Linked DNA regions of Hordeum vulgare: region 1 is linked to region 2. Evidence: chromatin contacts called from public Hi-C data. All regions are on one chromosome and are shown on one strand. Each heading gives the region's core, a stretch centred on a gene start, on an enhancer-like site or on the middle of the called end of the contact. The rest is flanking DNA. Distances are from core to core; before and after follow the strand shown. Region 1 holds the start of LOC123442938 (ubiquitin-conjugating enzyme E2 2-like). Region 2 holds the start of LOC123442935 (DEAD-box ATP-dependent RNA helicase 39).

Evidence for each region. Hi-C and Micro-C count contacts between places; a contact is called where the count stands out from the background.
Region 1: a contact with region 2 is called in a Hi-C map of leaf, with 4 times the contacts expected there. The contact joins the promoter of LOC123442938 here to the promoter of LOC123442935 in region 2. A contact is called at or near these places in 2 of 6 Hi-C or Micro-C datasets (both in leaf) and 1 of 1 datasets of contacts at active chromatin or transcription factors (embryo).

What each region holds. Positions count from the first base shown.
Region 1 is chr3H:53,250,694-53,257,444 of MorexV3_pseudomolecules_assembly, forward strand. It overlaps LOC123442938 (ubiquitin-conjugating enzyme E2 2-like), which reads left to right and starts at 4,772. Exons shown (of 6, transcript XM_045119127.1): 1 at 4,772-4,979; 2 at 5,301-5,437; 3 at 5,542-5,567; 4 at 6,514-6,603. The coding sequence starts at 5,313. It overlaps LOC123441472 (zinc finger CCCH domain-containing protein 39-like), which reads right to left and starts at 4,421. Exons shown (of 3, transcript XM_045117896.1): 1 at 4,011-4,421; 2 at 3,778-3,894; 3 at 3,401-3,481. The coding sequence starts at 4,421. The coding sequence ends at 3,401.
Region 2 is chr3H:52,901,325-52,909,017 of MorexV3_pseudomolecules_assembly, forward strand. It overlaps LOC123442935 (DEAD-box ATP-dependent RNA helicase 39), which reads right to left and starts at 5,001. Exons shown (of 9, transcript XM_045119125.1): 1 at 4,472-5,001; 2 at 3,368-3,463; 3 at 3,087-3,275; 4 at 2,847-2,987; 5 at 2,467-2,607; 6 at 420-562. The coding sequence starts at 4,933. LOC123442936 reads right to left here and starts at 2,451. Exons shown (of 1, transcript XM_045119126.1): 1 at 574-2,451. The coding sequence starts at 1,999. The coding sequence ends at 1,454.

The sequences.
Region 1 (6,751 bases), core at 3,522-6,021, 350 kb after region 2:
TTTAGGCAATAGAGTTTATTCTATCAATATAGGGTTACAGTCGGGAGGCGGAAGAATCATGTTAAGATAACTAGATTAGAAAGTTCATCTTCAAATATACTCCCTCCGTATTTGTATACAAGGCTATCTTATACTCCCTTTATAAACTAATATAAAAGTGTTTAGACAATTAAAATAGTGATCTAAACGCTGTTATATTAGTTTACGGAGGGGGTATTTTTTATGTGTAAGTTCAATCATTAATTTTATCAATAGAGTGTAAGTTATGTGGCCTAAAAAATTATGTCACCGAATGCACATTTCAAAGAAATTATGATGATATATTTTTGATGACATATAACCTATTTTATATTGATCCAAATTATAAGTTAAAGTCTAACAAAGAAACCCGAAATGACCTTTGTATATATAACAAAATGGAGGAGTATGATTTCGTGCAATATTTTCTCTTGGTATCCTTCTCGGCATTGTACACCACTAGTACAAATGCCTGTGTGTTGCACCGGGCAAAAATTATACACTGCTTACATGTTCAACCATCTTAATCCTGATGAAAGAGAGGATCTTAATCTTGATGAAACAAAAAAATATAAATAAAAGTGTATGAAACCTTGAACATGGAAATTATCAATCAGGATATTATCATGTCATACTTCACATAGTTTTTAACAATCTCTGTCATAAAGGTCTCATCTTGTTATATTCCAAGATTACCATCCCGTTTTAATAGTGCAACAACAAAAGGAATCTCAAAATATACTTTACTATCATTCTAAACATGTACTTGGTCCTTTAAACAACATATATATGCACTGATGATCATCTATAAACATTTAAAAAATACATTAGTAATGGATATTACAGATTAGAACCTTTTTCGGTTTGCGTAAGGTTACTTACATTATCATTTACCCACCCCTTTTCATCTAGGAGGCACATCAATTGATTTTCTAAGACAGAACTTCCATTTGTCGTCACCAACAATTCTTTTCATGAAGATGTTTCTATTGCTATATGAGCACATAAATCATGGTCTGTCAATTCATAATCTGCAAAAAGGTCAAAAAGTTTAACAAAATGTATTGAATAAATCTACATGTAAATATAGGTGAACCATACACATGAACAAATAATAAATAGACTGACACACATAGAAAAAAGATTGAAGATGCGAGGTATTAAAGTACATGTTATAAATTAAAGAATTACCTTGTGGGAGATAGTCTTATGGTTCATCAACTTTGATCTGTTTATGCTCATATGGTTCATTATCATCATCTATTGACACTTTTGCTTCATTCATCAACTCAAAATCTGGAGATAATGTCATGCTGTTTGGAGAATGAGGTGATGGCAATGGATAATGATTTATCTGATTATCTCATTCCGGCACAATCAATGCAAAACATTCAAAAAACGAAGATGATGTTGAGATTGATGGTGACATAGGTGATGTCTCCAAAACACCTGATTCAGAATATTTTGCTTTTTTTGAAGGTCGGTTATCAAAATCGTCTACAATTATCAGTTTAGCGATGTCATTCATTTTCTGTGATAACAACACAATTTAAAGTCAAACCTCCAATTTTGAAATCATCTAACAATATTGAAAAGCTCATTATAGGGTGGATTTTCGGATTCCAGCAAGTCATGGGCAGAGAACTGTGCATATATGTGACCAACAAGAGTCTAATCAAAATATCTATGTCATATTAGCATAAAAAAAATAAGAGGACCTGATTCTACAGCAAAAAAGAAGTGTATTGTACAACACATACTACAGAATCTGGAACATCTTGTTCATGGTTGCTATATCTTGTTCATGGTTACCACTTGCTCGCATCAATTTCAATTGGTACTTGATGCAGCTAGTTTCACAAAGAAAAGAAGATGAAAAAGTACAGATCGAAAAGGTGATTGCTTGAGCATATGCCAACAGAAAAATTGTGTTAATTACTTGCTCACATAAATTTAAATTTCTACTTGCTGCAGCTAGTTTCACAAAGGAAAGAAGATGGCAAAGCAATATAAAGCTATAATCACAAGTTAACTCCTAAATTCCGACCTGCCTCGAGCCCTCGACATTGACACCGACCTGCAGCGGCCGACGATGATGTGGAGCCTAACACCCAGAGGAAGGCTCCTATGGATAACCTCGGTTTCAGGAAGTTGGGAATCATGTCCAGGCCTTCAGGGACGGCGAGATGCTGCATAGACATTAAGTTATAACTTGTGTGAACCACAACTTCTATTTTCTTAAGTTCAATTTTTCTGAAAAAACACTGAAACTATCTGGATGTGTTTGCTTCAACCCAGAAAAATATCAGCAAAATCTTTATGTAAATAGCTGTAAATCAAACACAACTCCATCTAATGCATGCGACTACAAGCACTTCGGTCATCTCCTAGATCACACCTTACAACAACATAATCAAGGCAGGGACAAAGTAAGATAAAGAAAGCTGCAACAGCAACAATGCTTTGACCCGGCAACAAGAGTGTTGCCCCCTCAAGAACCTAAAGCGATTGAGGCGGAAGATTGGTGAAGGTAGATACCTGTGGCAAAGAAGGTCTAAGCGACGACTGATGGTCTTCTAAAAAAGTCGGCGCAGGAGACCTTCTTCAAATCTACCGGATACAGGTACATATTATATCATTATTAAGCAAATAAACCTTCCAAAGGAAAACATTAATTAACTCATAGCAAGTGGCAACTCTATTTTCACATAGTAGCAATTGCCAACTCCTGCATGACTCACCGACCTTCTATGTAATGTAAGGTGGAAGCATCCCTTTCAGGAAAGAGGTCAACATTACCAGCGCTCTCTCAGGCTGGAAGGACGGAACAAGATGACCGGCACCTCTCACTGATAGAAATGTCAATCCTCCGGCGTACTGCTGAACATATCCTGCCACCTAACCAGTGAGTGAAGCCGTCAATTTCAGAGTGACCAGAACATTGTAGATGAATAATGTTTTCGATGATGGGATTTAATTACCTCCCCCTTTGCTACCCATGGGCGCCATGGAGTGGTCACAGGAAGGCCAAGGTCTTGAATAGAGTACCTCGTCGCCGGAAGAGGGCATACAGAGTCGAAATCACCACTGTAAAATGCAGGAAACTTTATCGTACTACTAAAACTAAATATTTTTTAGGTGTCTGATAATAACTGATGTTAATCTGTTACTACCTGAATATCCAAACGGGAAGCTTGTTCTCGATCAAGAACTTGATGGATGGCAGCATAGTCACTGGCGCATATTTCCACTTGAAGTTTCTGCAAGCATGAATCACACGGTTAACTTTCGGACGTGTGGGTGAAAATCATTGAAAAATCGTTGACCGGTATATGCTAAATCAATGTCCATTCATCTAATTACTTGCAGGGTGACCACTCTGTCATCCTAGCGTGGAAAGCGTCCTGCACTGCTGGATCATTGAGATAGCCATTGATAGGATAATCACTGCACGGATCATACCCTGGCAGTTGCGCACAATTTTAGAGAAACGTGAAGGTCAGCTAGCAATTCAGAATAACTTACATAACAAACCATGTACGAAAGTACCCTCCAACACATGAATTTACCTCTCTGATGATCCAGAATCCCAGATCAACCCCACCGATAAGCAGCTCAAATATTCACATTTTTGCCGGTATGTCCTAACTCTGTTGACTCAAGTGTCGTTTGCTCTGTGCATCTAAATCAAAATTTGCGTTACTTAGGTCTCCCATTTTTGTGCTTTTTGCTTGTTTTCTGATGTGGCATATATAACACCTGGAACTTCAACCCGCCGGGAGCCGTGGCGACCTGACCGCCCTTCTCCCCGCCATCGCTTCCGCCCTTGTGCTCCTCCTCCTTCGCGCCGTCCACGCCCACGAACACGCGCTGCTGCTGTCATTGCGTCGACACAAGCAAATGGTCGAACACGTGAGCGTCATGGATTGGACTGGCACAGAGCCGCGGGATTGAGTTGGGGGAATGGAGGGGTTGGGTTTCGATGATCTCACCGAGCCGACGTTCACCGGCTTCGTCACGCGATGCTTCAGGTAGCCTTTGGAGCGGATGGAGATGCTCTTGGGCATCGCCGCGTGCTTCTCGGCCGGGGAGGCGGGCAGCACCGGGGGAGCCGGCACGACCTGCGCCTGCGTCTGCCCGACGTGGAGGGGGCGGAGCTTCTCGTCCGAGGAGGCGAGGCGCGCCATGGGCATGGGCATGGGCTGCATCTGCCCGAGGTGGAGGCGGCAGAGCTGGTCGGCCAGCGTGACGACGGAGGCCTGGAGGCCGTTGGGGTTGGGGTGGTGGGGGTCGACGGGGACGAAGGCCCCGGGCTCGAGCTCCATGGGCTCCTCCTCCTCCGCGTCCGACACCGTCTGTGGGTACCGGTCCGCCAGCCACCTGTAGAACGCCGGGACTGCCATCTCTCGGAACCTTCCGGCCGAATCCCTCTCCTCTCTCGCCTCTCCTCCTCGGGGGCGGCGCTTGCCGGGGGCTTGTGGCGGGGACGGCGGGGGCGGCGGTGGCTCCCCTCTTCTTCTCTCTCTGGTTCGATCTGCGGGGTGGGGAAGACGGAGGTAACGGGACAGGTTTTTTTTCCACTTAATGAAGGACTGCGGGTTGATTTCAACAAAATACAGAGTGTTTTCTGTAAAATTGCCACGACGGACGGCAGAATGGCTACGCGCTTTATTATTAGGGGAGAAAACAATTGAGTAGGTGCCTTTCGGCAGGATATTTGGATCACTTGCGTCTTGCGTGCGTGAATCGACCAGTGGCTGGCGGTGTTGTCATCGCTGACTTTCCTCGACTCTCCTGTCCAATCCTTTTGCCCTCCTCTCTACATAGCCCCCTCTCCATCCCCGACCTGCCCTTCCATCGCCCAGGCTGACCTAAAGCCGTCCACCCCGTCGTCTCCATGCTCTAGGACAACGAGCACGCGGGAGCCTACATCTCCACCACCACCGCCGGCCGCATCTCAGGTGACCACCGATCCCCTCCCCCCTGCCAGATCGCTCGAGCCCTCCTCGCTTCGCTCCCCAGATTCGGTTCGCTTTGGGGATATTCGTAGGCTAGAGCTCCCGATTCGACCTAGATATACGCTTGTTCTCTTGTCAAAATCGTGTGCGCGGGACGGCGGGGGCACGAGCAGCTGTCTCGGAGGAGGGAGGATTTGAGCCGCGAGCGAATTCCGTGTCCGTAGATTTGATGTCCGGTGTTCGCGAGAATTTAGGTTTGCGCCGGTATGTGTCGGTTGCTGGGTTTTGTGGCGGTGTGCTCACATGGCGGTGTGGTTTTCGCAGATAACTTTGAGGATGTCGACTCCTTCAAGGAAGAGGCTGATGAGGGACTTCAAGCGGCTGATGCAGGACCCTCCTGCGGGCATAAGCGGGGCGCCGCAGGACAACAACATAATGCTGTGGAATGCTGTGATTTTTGGGTATGAATGATGCTAGGATTACATGGTTGCGCCGTTCCTTTCTTTTCCTCTTCAATGTCTTTGGGTTGTGGTGTGCTCATGCATTTGCTCGTGTTGATTTGCAGCCCTGATGATAGCCCGTGGGACGGAGGTTAGTTGATATAAGTGTAGTTGCAATAGCTTTTTCAATGATGTCCTAGAATCCTAGAATTTCCTTGCTGGACTCCCTTGGTTTTGGTTGTTACATGCTAGGTGCCATGGCCACCAAAGATTAGCAATGTGATTCCAACCTGGATATCTCATGTCGTAATATTGGGAGTTCGACATATGGAATGATGTGGCGGTGCAGGGGTGTGGTCCGACATCGAAATGGGGGTGCACCGTGATGGTTATGTGCCAAACAACGTCACGATGGATACCCTAACGTCGTATTTTGTCAATGCCACTGCTGTCCATGCACTCCTGTCCTGAGGCTGCTGGAATGGTGCCTTGTCTATTGTAATAGGAAAATAATAGATATACAACATAATTCATATAAGGCAGTGTGGAATATAAAACGAAACAAATGACCGGAACCTGTTTTTCTTCAGAATAATTACCAAGTACTTAATTACTTAGACATATAGTCATAGTGATAAGAGTGCTGAGCAGAGAAAAAAGAGGTACTTTGATAGGTATCTCACAAGTTAAGTTTATAATATAAGTAGGCTTTGTTACGAAGTTGAGTTCCAAAGTTAGCATGTTGTGTTGGTAAAAGGTACCTATATAGAATAGAAGAGTTATGGCTAGCTAAGGCAAATAGCTGAGCTATTTGAAGCTATACGGCTGTCGCTACCGTAGTGGAACATTGGCATATCGCTGAACGATTAGGATCCAAAAAATCTGCAGCTCAGCTAGCTATTTAGAACCTTCGTCAATAGATCGAAAATACTAAATTTGAGAACCGAGTCTAGCCCAGCTTCATTGCAGTAACTAGCATCACATGCACGATTTGTATGGCTCATAGGTTGCTTATAGTATCCCTGTTATTTTTAGTTCTGATTGCATATTTTGATTTCTTTCTTTCCATTTTGTGCTGAGCTGTATCCCATTTTCAGGTACGTTTAAGCTGACTCTCCAGTTCAATGAAGAATATCCTAATAAGCCACCAACAGTTCGGTTTATTTCTCGGATGTTTCACCCTAACAGTAAGTTGTTTCACGTGATCTTTAAATACGTGTGTACACATGAAATAGTTAGATTAAATTGAGCTGGCATGCATTTCTAATTGAAAGATTGTTCTTAACGTATTTGTATTTCTAACTGAAATATTGATCTGTAACATACTACTAAGTG
Region 2 (7,693 bases), core at 3,751-6,250:
GTAATGTACTTTATTGGTACTTTGTGTTTCTCCAAGGCCCACCACATGACATTCCGAGGTATCTTATCATAGGCCTTCTCCAAATCAATGAGAAAGATGAATTTACTGAAAAAGATGAATATCATAAGGCATAATAGGCATATAATTAGGCAGTCAGGGCAGTGACTGATATGATCTTGAAAATTTCAAATCAAATGACTGTACTCACTGTATCCCCATCTAAGGTGGAAAAAGGAAATTATGAGTTGAGACAGTTGCAGAGTTACATTAGATCTACCCTCTACATTTTGTCAAAAATTACTCCCTCCGTCCCATAATATAAGAGCATTTTTACACTACACTAGTGTAAAAAACGCTCTTATATTATGGGACAGAGGGAGTATATCATAAGGCAGGAACATGTTAGGCAATTGACAGACCTCTCCTCCGCAGGGACCTCTCCGTGGTAGTTCACAGTAGATATATGATTTTCAGTAAGAAAATGGTCCACTGCACGACTTGAATTCAAAGTGTTGCAAAACACCATAACTTTGTTTCCTTTTGCTAAGCTTGGCTCAAGAACCTGCAAGAACAAAATCCTTTAGTATCCCGTGCATTTGGCATAATACAGAGCAAGGAGTTGCCATCAAGTGTACACTACTGATTTCGGAGCAAAAATTCAATAACTGGAGAAAGTGAAGACGTGGGATCTTGTGCGATCATTTTGAAACAAAAATGCACATCACAGGTCTGTTTATCTTAACTCTTGTTTCGGGCTTTTGGCTATGTCCGCTGTGTGCCTTTTGAACATTAACCCAAGCCACAGATGCCATCACAAAGTGTGCTTTGTGTTTGCATGAAGAAATTATTTGTATGAGTTGATCTATGGAAATTGAGTTTATAAGGCAGGATTAGCTCGTCAGGATGAGATTAAACAAGAGAGGGCACGGCAAAATGAGAGAACAATCCTGTTAGTTACTTGCTTGCTTCGACAGACTATCAGGTTGCAGGTGGGGCGGGATGCGGCTGCCCGCCAAACACCAAAGCGGGAGCCAGCTTTTTTAGCGGCCACCGCGGCTGCCCGCCTCGCACCGCTTCATTTTCCGGGGACAACGCGGCAGCCCGCAGGAGCCCGCCGAAGACCCGCCAGCAATGAATCGTTCTCGGAACAGCAACGTTCACATTCACAACTGTAGAAGCAAGTATGTACAACTTTGTAGCAAGACCAATTCTTTCCATTCAGAAGAACTAGCTTCACTTGTAGTCGGAATGATGCCATCAGAGGGCTGGGCGTCTCAAAGCTCTGTAATATCTCCTACTTGCGCCACTGCCATTGGGCTTCTTCTTCTCCTCCTTCCTGCAGAAGAAACCCCCGAACCAGCTGAGCTCGCATCCTCCCCAGGGAACACGGCTGGCTGGGGCATCCCTAGGAAGCCACCAAGTTGGGGTTGTCGGTTGGGAGTGGCCGGAGGTTCTAAGGCGGGACGAGGTCGCGGTTAAGCATGAGGCCGGCGCCCTCAATGAGCGCGAGGACTAGGAGACAGTTGCCCATGAGCGTCGAGCGGCCGGCGGTGGCAATGGAGTTCCAGGAGTCCTCTTCCTGGCGCACGAAGACCATGGTGCAGTCGAAGCCGGAGAAGAGGCCGCCCAGTTCCCGCTCATGCGCACCTACTAGGCCCAGCCCACGAGGTGCTCGCCGTTGGGGTTTACATGTTCTCGTCCAGGGCGGCGTGAGGTCGGAGGAAAGGGCGGCCCATCCGGAGAGAGTAGTTCTTTTTCTGAGAGAGGCGGGGTGACGCACTGACGCGGTTATGCGGCGTGTCCGCTTGAACCTGCTGTTGAAAACGCAGTCAGCCCGGCGGCAGTTTTGCGGGCTTTTTCGCCGGGCGGCACAGCAGCAAAGTGGGATATCCCGTCCACCTTGCAACCTGAACAGACTACCCCCTATGGGTTTCCATAGTGCCAAGTTCAACTCATCTCTAGGACTCATAACTGAGTACAGCTCATTAATATAACTCATATCTAGGATTTTTAACAGAGTAAGGCTTGTTTAAATAAAAAGGGTTAATCCTGATTGGCCTAGGATATTGGCTTGGCAGGACTAACCGACTCTGATTGACTTAGTCCCTTGGGCCAGGTGGTAGAGTGAGGCTCCCTTGTGGGCCCCTCTGGTACCCAAAGCACAAAATGATTCTATCCTGACTGGCAAGTGCAGGCCACAGGTCCAAGAAGCCAAGGTGTTGTTTTAACAGAAGTTTGATCACCTAAGCAATCAAACTCTCCAGATACAGTATCATATGTACTATACTTGATTAAATGACATTTATGATATCGAGTAGCCAATTGTTAACCCCATTAAACTGTACGAAGAACAAGATAGATAAGAAAATGGAGAATTTAATGGACATTACTCCAGCTTGCACCAAGACACGTGTGTGCACTTATGCACGTACAAAGAGGACGGGAGGAGAAACAGAGTTCAATAACCTGCAGGAGAGCCTCGAGTTTGTTTTCTGAACCAGAAAGTTTGATGAAGTCATGTCGTGCAGTTGCAATTCTCTTTTGAAAGGTTGATGTCCGTAAGTGCTCAATACCTTCAAACTCCTCATCGATCAGCTTTTGTACTCCCTGAAGTAGAAGGGTGGTCAATAAAGGATATTAAAGGTTCACAAATCATGCATAGGAAAATATTAAGGCGTTGAGCATCTGTATATATAATCTGGAATAGCTGAGAAGATGGTTCTTAAGAAAAATAGGAGAAGTTTGTTTTAAAATACTACATGCAAGATCTTTGAAGGTAAGGCAGCAGCATATCATTTATTTATTAAGATGGATAGGATTTGCTGGATGCCTGACTAGAATAATACCTTGGTCATGGTAGCAGACACCAATATGGTTTGGAACCCTTGATCGCCAGGCTTTGAAGAACGATTCTTCAAAGGAGCAAGAAACTTCCGTATGTCTTCTCCAAACCCTTGGTCAAACATTGTATCTGCCTCATCCAGAACCTTCAATGCAGATAAATGAACTCATTCCAAGTGATAAACTTTGGCATCAGCAAAAAAAATGCAGGATAGTAATTCTTCGCCCATAACTCAGGAACACACCAGATATTTGATGTCGCCGTAAACGATATTGCCCTCCTTTATATGATCTAGGATCCTTCCAGGTGTCCCAACAACCATGTCAACAGGCATGTTCAAAGAATCTTCCTGGGGTTTTAGACGGGTGCCTCCACTAACCATCGTTGACCGAAAACGTGCATGATGACTTATGGACTTTGCAACACGGAAGACCTGTCATTTGAGAATATCACATAAACGACAGTCAATCACACAGATATCAAATCATAGTTCAAAATAATAAATACTTTGAAAGTGCTGCTGACCTGCTCGGTCAGCTCCCTTGTTGGGCATAAAACTACAGCTCTTGGCCGCCTTGGCTTCATTGACATACCCAGCGTCGCTTCATCATGACGCAGTAGCTACATAAATCAAAGACCTACCATGGTTACTGAACCTTCTGGTTAGAACTTAGAAAGAATGCCTTAATTCACAGGCCATGATCAGTTGAAGATATACTGAAATTTAAATATGATGAGAGAAAACACTCATTTCGCCTGATTGGACTCTACCATTCCTTTATTTTATTTTTACGAAAAATAGATCCAGGGCATGAGCCTGACTGCGAAAGGAGGTGGGGGTATATGCAAGACTAAGCTAGACAGAGTCTCATTTCACAACTCCCGCAAGATGAAGAGAGACCCACAGGGTTTTAAATATCCCTGAACCACCAGCAATCTCCTATATATGACTATCCAGTTTTTCTCTAAATCATTAATTTACCTAAACTTGATTGGAATTATTACAGGTTTTAGCTCAAACCATCTGTCTCACCCAGCTACTATTCTTAAACAACACCTTCCATTTCTTTTGAGACCTCTCGGCTAATTAGCACCACTGGCACCCTAATCAAATACTCCCTCCGTTCCTAAATATAAGTCTTTTTAGAGGTTTCACTAATAGAGTACATACGGATGTATGTAGACATACTCTAGAGTGTACATTCAATCATTTTACTCCGTATGTAGACCCTTAGTGAAATCGCTTAAAAGACTTATATTTAGGAACGGAGGGAGTACTAAACTGTCCCAATCTTGTAACGGTGCCTAATGCTAAGCAGTAAGCATGAAAGTTAAATTGGCCCTCTCTGTAATTTGGATGATGCTCTGCCACTGGCTTGAAATGAGCCTCTCTCATATGAGTTAAGCATAGTTCTCTTACTTGATCATGAGACCATGACACGCTCTATGAGTTGTTTTGCTCTTTTCATGGAAATGGCAAAATCAAATGCACCAGATTCACTAGACATATGCTGCAACTTTGTCCCTTACAACGCGGTTTTTTTGTCCTAGTAATTAGTAGACATCGGTGCAAATATACCTGCAGGCACATGCCTCGCAAATGTGAAAAAGCTGAGTCAGTCCAAGTACCTGAACGAGAGGGAGCAAGTAGGCGAGCGTCTTCCCGGAGCCGGTGTGCGATCCAAGCACGACACTGGTGCCGGAGAGCACGGCGGGCACGCCGACGCACTGGATCTCGGTGGGCTTCGTGATGCCCGCCTCCCGCATCGCGGCCAGCACCTCCTCCTCGAGCCCGAGCTCCTCGAAGCTCTCCACCTCAACGCTCCTCTGCTGCTGCTGCTGCTGCGAGCCCCTCTCCCCGCCTCTGGCCCTCTCCCTCAGCGGCTTCGGGGGCCCGGGGGACGACGAGTCCTTGAGGTGGCGGAGGCGGAGGCGCTCGAGGAGGAGCTCGTGGCGGGGAGGGGGCGCGGGGGCGGCGAGGGCGGGGGAGGAAGGGGGGACGGCGGTGGAGAGGGCGGCGCGGAGGATGCGGAGGCGGAGAGGGGAGGGGCGGGAGAGGAGGAGGCACCGCCCGGCGGCGGCCATCGCCATTGCGGTGGCGAGGGTTTAGATTGGGAGGGGTTTTGCGAGAGGAGTGGAAGGGTGAGGGGAAGAGAAGATGGTCGCGGCGGATAAGAAGAGAAGAGCAGGGCAATGCGAGGTGAAGCAGTCTGCGGTGGGCCGGCGGCTTGAGCCTCAGCGGGTTGCTGCTGATGAACGAAGGGTGCCCGTCCGCCCCTGCCTCAACGTTTTTCACTAGTCTAGGGCAACTCCAAAGTGGATCGATAAACCTTTTATACATGTTTGGATCCAACGGTTTGAACATTTTGACCTTTACTAAATTCCTCGAACCGGCACCAAACGAAGGGGAGGTATGTCGACGTTTGGACGTCCGCCATGTAGAACTGAGATAATGTGGATTCATTCAAAATAAAGGCAGAGCCTGCGAATTTGTACAATCTCATCATTGCTTTCACACAAAAGCCCGTTCTTTCTCACCGCTCTTTCCCGATCCCTGTTGTTTCCACCGTTTTGACCCATTCTGCCATTCGTCATTGCGATGGAGTGGTCGGAGGAGCCGATGATGTTGTTCGACATCCTACAAGACCCGGGGGCGGACACCGGCAAGATCCGGTGTGCGGAATGCAATGGTCGATGCATCAAGGCGAAGGAGAGGGCGGAAGATGCGGCAATGGACGGTCAGGATGGAGTGTGTAAGCCAAAGCACAACGTCAGGTCAGTGTCACCCGGGCAATCGCAACCTTGGTCCACCCAGCTGAAGGCGTCCTACTACTACGCAGCCCAGCAGCTTGCTCCTTCCCAGCACGCAACAACATCCCGTCCCAGCCTCATTCACCTCCAGCCACTAAGTGATGTTCACCGTCGACCTCAACACCGACTATGTCTTCATGGAGTCACTAATGCTTGTCCAATCACGGGTGTCGGTTGTGGAGCTCTCGTCCGTCGGTGCCCGGTCACTTCAGAATGTCTCAACCAAGCGCGACAACAGCAAAATGAGGATGAGATGATGAACATGATCCACGATGGAGGTGGCCATAAATACGGACAAGTGGATGACTCCCAACCAGATAGATGGACACCTAGTAGTCGGACATGGATCCGGACGACTATTGGTCGTTGGGTGCCAACCCAAAGAAGAGGGGACATGATTTCTCCATTGTGGAGAATGAATTGTTGTGTGATACGTGGTTGGCCACTAGTATTGATCTATTTCATGGCATGGAGCAAAAGGATGGGGCATCTTGGCACATGGTGCATGATTGGTTTCATGAGCAAAAGTACTATAATTCGTACAACACGGAGGTGATCCACGATCGCACTCTCAAGTCACTCAGACATCGGTGGTACAACATTCAAGAGGTCGTCAACAAGTATTGTGGCTTTTTACAAACAAGTGCATGATCGCTGGCCAAATGGCGTGGCACTTCAAGAGCAAGTAAGTTGTGTGTGGCTTGTTGTTCTATGTGTTAGTTGATACATCCATTTTGCATCATGAATTCTTATTGACGTTTATGTTATTCTTGTCCATTATTCCTCATTGTGATATAATTCTTATGTCTTTTCTCTCTAAATATGAAAGGTACATCATAAGGAGGGAACTTACTGGAAATTGGAATTCTCGACTTGAAAACCAAGGAAATGGTTGAAAATTCACTCGACTCTAAATGACCTGAAACTTCACGAAGAATTTTTATGAAATATATAAAAATTATTGGGACAAAATATACCAGAGGGGGCCATTTGTTGGCCACAAGCCAACACCCCCCCCCCCGACGTGTCATGTTAGCTTGTGGGGCCCAAGTGATAACCCACAAGTGTAGGTGATTGTTTGTAGCTTTTTTTTTGATAAGTAAGAGTGTTGAACCCAACAAAGAGCTAAAGGTGAAATTAATAATCTCTCAAGTTCTATCGACTGCTAATACAACTCTATGCACGCTAATGCTTACTTTACGTAGAACAAGTATGAAACTACTTTGTGGGAATAAAACTAGAAGTACTTAGTAGGTGTAATAGATAGGTTTGCAAGGTAATAAAGAACATGGAAATAAAAGTTAGGCAATGTTTTAATAAATATTAATTTAGTTAGTTGTTTAGTATAAATCTTTTTGTAAGGCAAGAGAAATATTGTCCATAGGCAATTCAATATAACATGATAGATACTTATCATATGCAATGAGGGAGAGGCATACACTAACACACTTTTCGTACTTGGATCATATGCACTTATGATTGTAACTCTAGCAAACATCTGCAACTACTAAAAAACATGAAGGTAAAACCCAACCATAACATTAAATATCAAGTTCTCTTTACTCACGTACGCCAATCCCCTTACTCGGGTGTAAGCTTTTGTCACTCTAGCCACCCACTATAAGCGAATTCTGAACATATCACTAATCCTCCAACGAGATTCCCTCACGTGTGCGCGTCACGGAGGGTAGACAACACCATATCAACATACAACTCATATCAATAACATCATACCATAATTAACTAATAGGACAATAGAAATATACTCAAACATCATAGGATAGCCACACATCATTGGGTAATAATATATAGCATTAAGCACCATGTTTAAGTAGAGATTACAGCGAGGAGAAGAGGATTTACACCGCTGCCTAGAGGGGAGAGAGTTGGGGGTGATGACAGCAAAGTTGTTGGTGCAGATCGTCGTCATGATGGTTGCCCCGGCAGCGCTCCAACGCCACCGGGAGAGAGTGGGAGATAGCCCCGCTCCTCCTTCTTCCTTGGCCTCCTCCCTAGGTGGGAGGGGGGGTTTCCCGTGTG